2 separate regions of the Mus musculus genome follow, and region 2 is linked to region 1. The links are chromatin contacts, called in public promoter capture Hi-C maps. All regions are on one chromosome and are shown on one strand. The core of a region is the stretch at or near the end of the contact, and the rest is flanking DNA. Distances in the headings are between cores, read along the strand shown. Region 1 holds the start of Sp3 (trans-acting transcription factor 3). Region 2 holds the start of Cwc22 (CWC22 spliceosome-associated protein).

Evidence for each region. Promoter capture Hi-C pulls out the DNA fragments that hold promoters and counts their contacts.
Region 2: a promoter capture Hi-C map of 3T3-L1-derived adipocytes shows a contact between it and region 1, with 2.7 times the contacts expected there. The contact joins the promoter of Cwc22 here to the promoter of Sp3 in region 1. A contact is called at or near these places in 3 of 39 promoter capture datasets (the 3T3-L1 cell line and 3T3-L1-derived adipocytes).

Annotation. Positions count from the first base shown.
Region 1 is chr2:72,977,500-72,983,354 of GRCm38.p6, reverse strand. Sp3 (trans-acting transcription factor 3) reads left to right here and starts at 2,909. Exons shown (of 7, transcript NM_001018042.3): 1 at 2,909-3,105; 2 at 3,723-3,868; 3 at 4,326-4,457. The coding sequence starts at 3,099. Sp3os (trans-acting transcription factor 3, opposite strand) reads right to left here and starts at 3,923. Exons shown (of 3, transcript NR_045269.2): 1 at 3,760-3,923.
Region 2 is chr2:77,943,259-77,949,113 of GRCm38.p6, reverse strand. Cwc22 (CWC22 spliceosome-associated protein) reads left to right here and starts at 2,758. Exons shown (of 20, transcript NM_001362658.1): 1 at 2,758-2,964.

The sequences.
Region 1 (5,855 bases), core at 1,660-4,159:
AAACTTAGCATCTTGAAGACTTACAGTGAATTTCTGTATTGCTATCATTTCTGGTTGCAGTGATACAATACCCTGACAAAGAACAACTTTAAAAGAAGAAAAATTTATTTCAGTCCTTTCTAGAAGGGAACCCAAGGAAGCAGGAACTTCAGTCATATTGGACTTTAGGTCACATCGAATCCTTACTAAAAGAGAATTGAATGCTTGCATGTTTACAGCTCAGCCTATTGTCTCTGCTCTTATATGGTCCAGGACCCAAATAAATGAAGGAAACGGTGCCACTCACAGTGGACTATGTCTTTCCATATCAGTTAATTTAATGAAGACAGTCCCTCATAGACACAGGTCAGACGGATCCAGATAATCCCTCATTAAGACTGTCTTTTCAGGTAATTCTAGATTGTGTTAAATTGACAAGTAAAACTAACACTAACAGTTATTATGTATATCCGTATATAGTCACAACTTAGTATGTTTTAAAATATCCTTTAATAATTAGCACAGGTCTACATATTCTGAACCTACTCATTAGATGAAGAAAAAATTCAGAGCCCAAACCCCCCCCCCCCCCCATAGTACCTCCATTTTAGTTTGATATGGTAGACTAATCGCTGACCATGACACCATATAACGTTTCTAGCTAGTCAGTGAGGTACCTTACAGACTAAGCTTGATTTCCTTCTCTTGGAGTTGTAGCTGATGTTATTACCAACTTTGTCCTAGTCTACTGGGGAATAGGGTGATCTGGTTTTGTTTCTTGGCCAGGAATAGCTTGTGAAAATCTTGAGAGAAAACAAGAAACTGGGCCAAGTCGTGGGGACAGGGGAAAACAGATCTTACTGTTGTTTCGAGATTTGTTCATGATAATACTTGATTCTCATTTAATGACTGTACAAAAACATATTAATCCACCGTAAATTATACTGTATGTTACTACATGTATTTATCTAAATACCGGCTTTATGCTTTGCATATACTTTAGTGTATTTGCACTAGTTAAGAAATAAGTATTCTTGCAAGAGACCATTTTGCTTTTGGTCATCTTAACATAGGGTGTCACAGTGACTCAACTGTGGTTGGAGAAGTCTACTGAATCTCACCTTATGCTGAGTCATACTCTTGCTGATGTTCATTCTTTTTTTTTTTTTTTTTTTTTTTTTGGTTTTTGTTTTTTCGAGACAGGGTTTCTCTGTGTAGCCCTGTCTGTCCTGGAACTCACTCTGTAGACCAGGTTGGCTTTGAACTCAGAAATCCGCCTGCCTCTGCCTCCCAAGTGCTGGGATTAAAGGCGTGTGTCAACACCGCCCAGCACTGATGTGCATTTTTAAGAGCTTTGCCTCAAAACAGCTAGTTTGAGTTATCTGGTTTTTGGCCCTGAAAGACTGTTCTTGCTTGCATGACACAAGAGAAAGAGAACATGTGTCACTGTATTAAAAATTACCACGAAGTAGTTGGCGGAGATGGCCCCCACTTTTAATCCCAGTACTCAGGAGGCAGAGGCAGGTGGGTTTCTGTGAGTTCCAGGTGAACCTGGTCTACAAATCCAGTTTCAGGACAACCAAGGCTACACATGAAACTGTCTTGAAAACAAAAACCACAACCAACGAGAAAAAACCAAAAAACAAAAAAACAAGTCCAAAAAGGCTTCTGAAACCGATGTATGCACTGCCCCTCCCCCCCATGAATTTTCAAGTTCGTGTATACAAAGCTAGTTTAAATGCTTTGCCTTCAACCTCATACAAAACATACAAGTACAATAATTGGGATGTTTATTCTTGCTTGAGGTAGATTTCTAATAAAAGTATTGTGGATAGTGTTTCCTACTCTTAAATTCAACCTTTCTTAAGCAAAAGTATCTAGAGGTAATAGACAACGTTCTGTCTGTTGTTTGCAGAACACTTTTTTCTCCTGAATGACTGACTGCAAGGCATTGAGGATGTCAAAGGAAGGGGTGTTAATACACCACTAAGTACAAAATTTAAAAAAAAAAAAAAAAGTAACTAAACGCTCCCAAGAGGAAGGATACTTTTTAGATGTACTGTTTTAACAAATGTTGACTGACTTTCTTGGTTAAGAAGCAGGTAGTTTGTGTGTGCAGCAAACTGATTTTAAAGGGTGACTGTATCTCATTGAATAAAAACATAACTAAGCCTGCTTTGATATCACTGGCCAGAACTAAAACCTTTTTTCTTTATGAAGGGACTGGAGATATCTTTTTGCTCTAAGTGCCCGCCTCCAGGGTCCACAAAAGTAGATGGTTGGTAACCACGGGCTAAGCTCGGGAGGATGAGAAGGTGATGGATCCGACTTGCGACCAAGAGCTGAATGTGTGTGAAAACGTCCTCCTCCAGCCTCGGAGGGGGTGTCTCCCCCAATACCAGCTCCCTCCCCCAGGGCTCGTGGGGCGGGTCCGGTTTGCTCAGTAGCAGCAGCAGCCCTGGGGCCGAGCGGCGGTGGCCTCCTGGCAGCGCTGGCAAGACGCAGCTCCGAGCGCCCGGGCCCTGGGGAGATCCAGTCCGGTCGGCTGCCAGGATGGAGGAGACGTCGAGTGGAGCCGGAGCCACCGGGGACGGACTTCCTCCCCAGCTCGGCTCCCCGACAGCCTGGCGAGGCCTGCACACAGGGCCAGCCAGTGGAAGAGGCCTGCGCCTCGGGTCTGGCAGCCGCAGCCGAGGAACGAGGCTGGCACAGCGGGGTAACGCGCGAGCCGGGGCCGTTCTGGAGAACCTACGGCGCCACGGCCGCTCATTGTCTCTCCCCTTCAACCCGGGGGCAAACAGGAAGCCCGCCGCCAGGCCGAGCGACGGACAGGCGTCCGGACCAATGAACAGAGCTGACGGAGAGCCTAGCGGCAAATGAGAGCCGGGAAGAGGGGCGGAACTTCCGGGCGGGCTGTCGCCCTCTTCCCCCCTTTTGGGCTGGAGGCTCCACCTTTTGTGTTTCCCGCACAGTCAATCAAAATAGGAAAAAAAAAATTCCCCGGACCGCTCCGGCCGTGTCCGCCGCCGCTTCCCGCATCCTCTCCCGCCGCCGCCGCCTTCGCTTCTCACCATGTGTAAGGCGGCGGGGAGCCCCGCCTGAGCTGTCCTAAACACACTATGACCGGTACGTAAAGCCGAGAGAGAGCAACCCTCGCTGCCTCCGCCGCTGCCACTGCCGCCCACAGCCAGCCCGGGGCCGCCACCGCCGGCTCCCGGCCTCCGGGAGCGTGCGACCGAGTGTCGGCGGAGGCAGAAAGCCGCACTCCCATCTCCGCCAGCCAGCTGTCCAGCCCTTCCAGCCCCAGCGCCGAGTGCCCGCCGGGCTCCGGGCGGGCGGCCCGGTCCGCCGGGAGCGCATCCCCCCTGTGTGCGGGCGCGGGCGGCGGCGGCGGGCGGGCGTGTGCGAGTGACTGACGGTGCGAGAGGAGCGAGCGCCGCGGAGGGAAAGGGGAGGAGAGGAGAGGAGAGGAGAGGGGGCAGGGGCAGCGCGGGGAGGAGGAGGAGGGAACGAGGAGGAGGAGGGTTACAGCCGCGGCGGGCGGGGGCAGCAGGAGGGGAGGAGGGAGCGCGCCGCCGCCGCCGTGGCCGCCGCGGCCGGGGGGAGGGCAGGGGAGGGGCAGGGCCCGGGCCGCCCGGCGCTCACTAATGTGGCCGCGGCTCGCGGGCCCCCTCCCTCCCCGCACCCGCCTTCCTCCCCACCCCACCCTCCTCCTCCCCCCTCCCCCCGCGCTGTGCCTGCAGCTCCCGAAAAGCCCGTGAAACAAGAGGAAATGGCTGCCTTGGACGTGGACGGCGGCGGAGGCGGCGGCGGCCACGGCGAGTATCTACAGCAGCAGCAGCAGCAACAGCAGCAGCACGGAAACGGCGCGGCGGCGGCGGCGGCCCAGGTGAGGAGCGGCTGAGCGCGGCCGGGCTCCCCGCGCGCCGCTTTCTCCTCCCCTCGCCCTCCCTCCTTCCCTCCCTCCCTCCCGCGCGCGCTCGCCCGCCCCTCCCCCGCCCCGGGAGCTGCCCGCCCGAGGCGCCAACGCTCCGACCCCGCCCGCGCGCCCCCGCCCGCCGCCTTTTTGTGTGTGTGTTTGTGTGTGTGTGAGTGTGCAAGTGTGCGCGCCCTCCCGGGTGGGATCCGGACGGAGGGAAGAGGCCCGGCGCGCAGCCGTCCGCCGCGGGCCACCGAGCGCGGGGAGAGGCGCCGCAGACCCCGGAGGAGGAGGAGGAGGAGAGCGCGGGGCCGGGTTGGCGGCGCGGCCAGGCGCGGAGCGAGCCGTACTTCCTGTGCGAGCGGGCCCGGCCCTAACCGCCACCCCCCTCCCTGTCTCCCTCTCTGAACCCGCCCATCGCGGGTAGGACACTCAGCCGTCACCGCTCGCTCTGCTGGCCGCTACCTGCAGCAAGATAGGGCCGCCATCGCCGGGCGACGACGACGAGGAGGCGGCCGTTGCCGCCGCCGCCGGGGTCCCCGCCGCCGCCGCCGGAGCGGTAAGTCCCGCCCGCCCGCCATCCCGGGCCTGCGGCGCGCCCGCCCGCCAGCCCGCCAGCCCAAGGCCTCCCGCCGCCGCGCGGCCGTCACGCGCGGGCCGTCCGGCTCTGCCGCGCTTCCCTGCTCGCTCGCGTCCCCGGTGGGAGCCCGGGCCGGCCCGCGCTTTCCGGAGATTGTCACTGCGGCATCGCGCGCAAAATTCCTCACAAAATGAAGTCTGAGACGGAGGAGGTGGGGGGTGGGCACGGGACTCCAAAATGGATGTTTAAGTAATTCGTATCAGGACTTGAAAACTCACTCGCTCTTTGCACTACATTTGCAAGCACAGCCTATCGGTCACAGATAGTATCACCTACCGAGGCAAGGATGGCTCTAGTTTCTAGAGTTTTTGAATCTGGAGCAAGTTTCCAGATCTTGGGTATTTGATCATTTAAGGAGGGTGTTCTTTTATACGCAGGGACGAACATTTTTATTATTATTATTTTTTAACCTGATCATTCAGAATTGTTGGCGTTTTGCAGACTACTCCAACTTTGCACTAGTTTTGTTCTGAGTAGGGTTAAGTGAAATAGTTGGGAGGCTATTGAAATTTGAATTTGAAGTTAGTAATAACTTTGGCCTTTGAGGTTTTCTAGAATATCAATCTTAAAAAGTAGATGAAAGTCATTTTGTTTACATGCTTGTTAGCACACTTCATACTTTTAAGAGTTGAAATTGGTTGGCTAAATGTTATTTTTATTATAACGAGTCTGATGGGATTCTTTTGTAAATTTTAGAACCTCTAGGTTGTGGAGAGGAGCGGCAAGTCTTAGTGAAGACTCAGTGTAAAATTAGGTGCTGTAGACAATGTGAATTTTACATCTGTGTGGACCATTGCTGCTCTTAGCTTACTGTGAAAAGGTGTGTTCACCTGTTAAGATAGTTAAAACACGCCTCAAGACTAAGTTTTTAAGAGGTTTATAGCAATCGATTTATGTAGTGTCAGTTTAGTTGTCACTGTTAGAAAAGTTAGCTGTTGTATACTAGTCATTCAACGTTGTTACTCTGTATTAGTAAATAGATATTTTTAGTCTGAAATTAGACTATGGACAGTGGGAGCATTTTTAATGTCATGTATTTTTTAAGCATATTAAAATATCAAAAGCTGTTTGGGAAAACTTTTAAATTTAAAGAAACGTTAAGCAGATTAGTAAACTTTTAAAGTAAGTTATATTTCCCTAGTCCCAAAGTGTCAAATTAAGTTTATTGTTTTCCTTAATAAACTACCTCAGAAGTAAAATTGAAAAATAAACTTTAAATAAAGTGCAATTTTTCATGTAACTATCAAAGTTTCAGAATGTGCTTACAGATGGGGAGGGGAGTGGTGAGGAGAAGCACAGGGTTGAAAGCATCATGCT
Region 2 (5,855 bases), core at 1,509-4,008, 5.0 Mb before region 1:
GGAAGACTCATCCTAAATCTCATCCATACCTCCTGGGGGCAGCCCACATAAAAAGACATGGAGGAGAGAAACTGTTTTTTGTCTTCACCTTCTCCATCAATAGCAGGTTGGTCTATCCTGTTGCTGCCAGTATTGAATCCAACTTCTTGAGGATTCCAACACAGAGTGAAAAACAGCAGCTCTCCAGGAGCCTTCCAGGACTCCCAACACCAGACAGGAATACAGAGACTGCAGTCTCATGGACTGAGGAACAACAGAATTCTTGCCCCTTCCACTGTGAGGCAGCTGTCCTTGGACTATTTTGGTGTTTTAAATAGGTATGCCCACAGAGACCTAATCAATGCTTGGTCCATAGGGAGTGACACTATTAGGAAGTATGACCTAGTTGGAGGAAGTGTGTCATTGTTGGCATCTCCTATGCTCAAGCTATGCCCAGTGTGGCACATAATCTCCTTGGTGCCTGCAGATCAAGATGTAGAACTCTCAACTCCTTCTCTAGCACCATGTCTGCCCAAGTGCCACCATTTTTCCTGTCCATTGTGATAACAGACTAAACTTCTGAAACTGTAAACCAGCCCCAATAAATCTTTTCCTTCATAAGAGTTGCCATGGTCACAGTGTCTCTTCACAGCAATAAAAACCTAACTAAGATAATTATTCATACCACATCTTTTAAGCCAGCCTGATACATCTCTTATTATATATTCATTCTATCAAAACTGCTCTTTTAGAAACTCTAATACACAGTGAGGACCAGCTCTAGAATTTTATTATTCCCTTTGCTTTATTGATATTGTTGTTGCTGGTTTGATTTGCCTTGTTTTCTTTCTGCTTTTGACATGGTCTTGCTATGTAGCCTTGGCTGGCTTGAAACTCACTCTGTATACCAGGCTAGCCTCAAACTCTTAGAGAGCTATCTGCCTCTGCTTCCCAAGTACTAGTATTAAAAGCTCACTACGTAGCCTTGGCTGGCTGAGAACTGACTATATAGATCAGGCTGGCCTTGAACACTTGAACACAGGTCTGCCTCTTAAATTATGGGATTAAAGTGCCTAGCCCAGGATTTTTATTTTGTTTACACCCTGTGGGGGTTTGAATAAAAATGGCCCACATAGACTCACAGGAATTAGGAGGTGTGGCTTTGTTGAGGTAGACTTGGTGCAGTGGAAGGAAGTGTGTCACTGAGGTGGGCTTCTCAGATGCCCACGCCTGGCCAGTGTTTGAACGTCTTCTCCTGCTGTCTGTGGATCTAGATATAGAATTCTCAACTCCTTCTCTAGCCCCCCTACTACTTAGATGCCATAAAACTCCCCACCATGAATTCCACCATCACAATAATGGAATAAACCTCTGTTGTAAGCCAATTAGATTGGCTGTTTGTTTGTTCATTTGTTTGTTTGTTTGAATATAACAATTGCTGTAGTCATGGTGTCACTTTATAGCAGGAGAAACGCTAACAAAGTCATACTATCTCTAGGAAAAGGCTGAAAGCTCAATCACCCTAAAATTATAATAAAGAAGCAGAGCTTACTGCCCCAGGCATTTGATGCCAGCCCCTAGGAAGCAGAGCCAGGCAGATCTCTGTGAGTTCAAGACCAGCCTGGTCTACATAGTAAGTTCCAGGCCAGCCAGGGCTACATAGTGAGACCTTGTCCCTGTTTAAAAAATAAACAAAATTCTTGGAGAAGCCAGGCCTGGTTTACAAAATACTTTGAAATATAAAGATGATGTTGTTTTAGGAAGAGCTTTCCAATCACATTAGCATGCTCTTTAACACTTACCTTTTGGTAACACTGAAAATCAAAGACTAAGGAAACAGTATAATTGAGGCCAGTGCTCTAAACTCGTTACAGATTTCACATTCCAACCCTGAAAGTATCATAAATACAACTTGCTTCTTTTTTTTTTAATTTTTTAATTAATTAATTAATTTATTTATTTTCGGAGACAGGGTTTCTCTGTATAGCCCTGGCTGTCCTGGAACTCACTTTGTAGACCAGGCTGGCCTCGAACTCAGAAATCCACCTGCCTCTGCCTCCAGAGTGCTGGGATTAAAGGCATGTGCCACCACGCCAGGCAACTTGCTTCTTTTCTTTTTTCACCTTCCTCTCTCTCTCTCTCTCTCTCTCTCTCTCTCTCTCTCTCTCTTTCAAGACAGGGGCTCATTATGTAGCTCTGGATGTCTTGGAACACACAGTGCCAGTCTCAGCCTCCAAAATATTTGGAGTAAAGGCAGACACCACCATGTTGGGCCTCCAATTTACTTCTCACTGTCCTTACAACATATCATTTATAATCAGATAGTCTTCCATTCACTTGAATTTAAAATCTTGGAACTTAATAGATACTAAACATTTTGTCACTTTCCCCTCTTCTCCCAAACAGACTTTTGGTAAAGCTTCTGTCAAAAATCTGAAAGGGATCGCTACTTTTTTTATTATTTTCAGGCAAGGTATTATATAGTAAGCCTCTGCGGTAGTTTCATAGTATGTATCTTAGTGTTAAGCTTTTACACTGAAAAAAAAAAAAAAGAAAGAAAAGCTACGGTGTCTACTAAGAGCTACTTTTTATGGCTTTAGAAGATGAGTAGTGTTAGAATAAGAAGCATGCCTCGAAAACCTAGCTCTCAAAAGTGTCTCTAGTGTGACCTCCTATCCGAACGAACTACAATTCCCGTCATGCACTGCGGTCCAACTACAACTCATTTCCGTCCGCGCTGCCAGAGCATGCTGGACTTTGTAGTTCACTCGGACTCACATGTTCTTTTCTCGTGTTCTTTGTAAGGAATGACAGTGTTACTAGCTGGATTGCTTTGACTCAAGGTGTTACTATACCGCATTATCATTAATCGTATCACATACCTGCCAATTCACTACCAGTTTTTCACTAATTTCTCGCGCTACTTTCACCCGGGAAAGGGAACTGACGCTCTTCCGGTATGATGGCGGCGCGGTGGAGCTTTAGGTAATTACGGAACTCTGAAGACTCGGGATAGACTAGGAGCCAGAGTGGGGGCGGCGGGTTGCTAGGTCGCGTGGAGAGGGCAGGGACTTGCGAGTGGGCGCTTGCCCGGTGGGCCTTGCTTTCCTCATGTGGCTGCGCCGTCTCCACCGGCGGCCCGCGAGGTGCCGTGTGAGCCGGCTGGGCCTAGCGCCGGCGGCGGGGCGTGCGTGTCTGGGCCTTGGTCTGGGTTGTCGGTGAACACCTCTCCTGGGAGCACCCTGGGTCGCGTCCCCAGTCGGCGTCCCGGGGCTGGCATTAATAAATTCTGGTAACGCGTTTGCCTCATTCCAGCTTATCCCAGTAGCCAATTCTATTACATTTTCATTTATGGATCGTTTTCATTGACTTGACTGAACCCCTGTCATGTTTAGCCCTAGTGATCCATGTTTCGCATCTTCTGTGTTTAGGTCGCATACGTAGTTAACCTTAACTCTAAAAGCCTCTACTATTTGCAACTTCCAAACATGGGTTTGCAGTTCCTGCCCCTAGCGAGCTGCAGGCCCTACAGTACAAACAGCACTGTGCCAGCTGTTTGACCTGCTCTAAATGCAAGACTTTTTTGATACATTGTAGCCACTTAACTCGCCCCCCCGCCCCCCGGAAGAATAATTTGGGGAAAGGTATTAATAGAAACAGTAACTGAGCCCCGGCAAGCCGTTGGTGAGTTTGCCCAGTGGTTAAAAGCACTCTTTCAGAGGGATCTAGGTTCGATCCAAGCACCCACAAGATGGATCACAACAAATTATAATATCAGATTCAGGGGACTGGATACCTGCTTGCTGATAGCCACTTGCACCAGCAACTTGAACTGTCCCTATATGTATATGAAGGCAAAAAAGATCCATACATGTGAAAATGAGCTACCTTTTCTGTTAATTGTGCTCTGTATTTAAACTGCCTTTTGTTTATTTATTTTTCCTGTTCTCTGTGTAGTCTTGACTGTCTTGGAACTCACTCCTTAGAGCAGGCTGACCTCAAATTTAAAGAGTTCTGCCTGCCTCTGCTTTCTGAGTGCTGGGATTAAAGGTGTGGGCTAGCCGGGTTTAGACTGGTTATTTTAGTTGAGTCCTACCTTGTTCATGACTGGCCCAGTCAGACTCAGTCTGGAAATAGACCAGTTCCAGAAAGAAGTGATTATCGGTAATACAGCAGATTGGAACTAATGTCTTTGAGGGTTTTTCTGTCAGATTTCCCTTGTTTTCTCTGTAAGTCTGAAATTACTGCAGGAACTCTAGCCAGCTTGAATGTGGTGGACAAGGCTCTCCTTCCCAAGTCCCCGTGTCTTGTTAAAAACCGTTAGATCACATTCCTCAAGCTAGCCCCCAAGATCTGTTCCCTGATCTAACCTGCAGAGATCCAGCTATCAAAGCATTGAAGTCCAACAATCCAAAACCTCTCTGGGGTCAACTAATTGACATGCCCAATTTAAATTAAATACCTCAGCCTAACCCCTCTACCCGCTACGCTAATATTTTCCTATATGTATGTCTTCTCTCTATCCAGAGACAGTCCTTTGTTCCCTTGGGACAAATACCCCTTTACCCTCTCCCTTGTTCCCTTCCCCTTCTCCCTCATCCTAGTGTCCTGTCTTTGTCTCCTGTTTCTTGCCCTTTGTCCTTCTGGGGCAAATAAGTCTCCTTTGTGCAGAGAACACGCTCTTGGAGTGTCTTGAGCCAACTTTGAGGTTCCCTACAATTACGAGCAAGGGAGGCCGATGGAGCACTAAGGATTTCAGAAAACTCTCAGGCTTGTTAACACTTTTTCTTACACCTCCCAAGTAAACATGGGAGAAGACAGTTGAATGCTTACCTCAGCACAAACTTTGAAGACATTTTTTAAAATGTTTTTTTTAAAAAGATAGCACACATGGGCAGGGGAGTGGATTCAAACAAGCCTTTGCCTATCGTGCCATGTTAGTAAATGCCAGTGAACAGAAAGGAAAGAAAGTGTGGGGCATCCTTTTTTAGGAAAAGCTTCAATGATTAAAGAATTGATAACTTAGTAAGCGAGACCCAGAATTAACTGTTTTTAATCTATCTTTGAGCCTAACTCAGTAGTGGCTTAAGCCAGGCAAAGTTCAATACTTCCTCCTTGAAAATTTATCCTGTGGGTGCTCTGAATCACTTTACAAGGGGAGGCTCTTTCTAGATCAGAGCTTCTGTGATGGGTGGTCGAGCTTGGTGTCTAGAGGCTACATGGTAATATTTCCTTTACACCAGAATATGCTCAGAAGAAAAAAGTATACAAACATAACTTCTAATGATATGAAAGGTCATTTCTAACCAATCTGTGCAAGTTAGCAGATTTTGTTGACAAAGCTGGGGACCAGATTTGACTTGTGGAGTGCAGACACAAAGTATGAAGTGAAGATGAAGGCCTATGCTACATTCGGGTCCAGTTACCTCTTGGGCACACAGCATCTACTAGTGCTGCCTTGATGCAGATAATGACAGACAGCTTGGTGGCCCCAAGAATAAGGGGTAGAGGAATATTCTTTATGTGATGTCAAAATAACTTGACTCCTCTTCGGATCTAAGATAATCTAAAGTTACCTTCCTGTAGTGGCTATTCCTGGTTGTCAACTTGACAATATTTGGAATGAACTACAATCCGGAATTGGAAGGCTCACCAGTGACCCTTATCTGGAGGCTTGGAGATCCTTATCTGGATCTTGGTTTGAAGATCTTGAGCCATAGTGGCTATGGATTCCAGAAGATTGAATCTCCGAGTTAAGGAACACACCTTTAATCTGGGCTATGCCTTTCATCTGGGATTAAAGGTGTGGTGGAACACACCTTTAGGATTAAAGGTGTGGTGGAACACACCTTTAATCTGGGCTACACCTTTTGCTG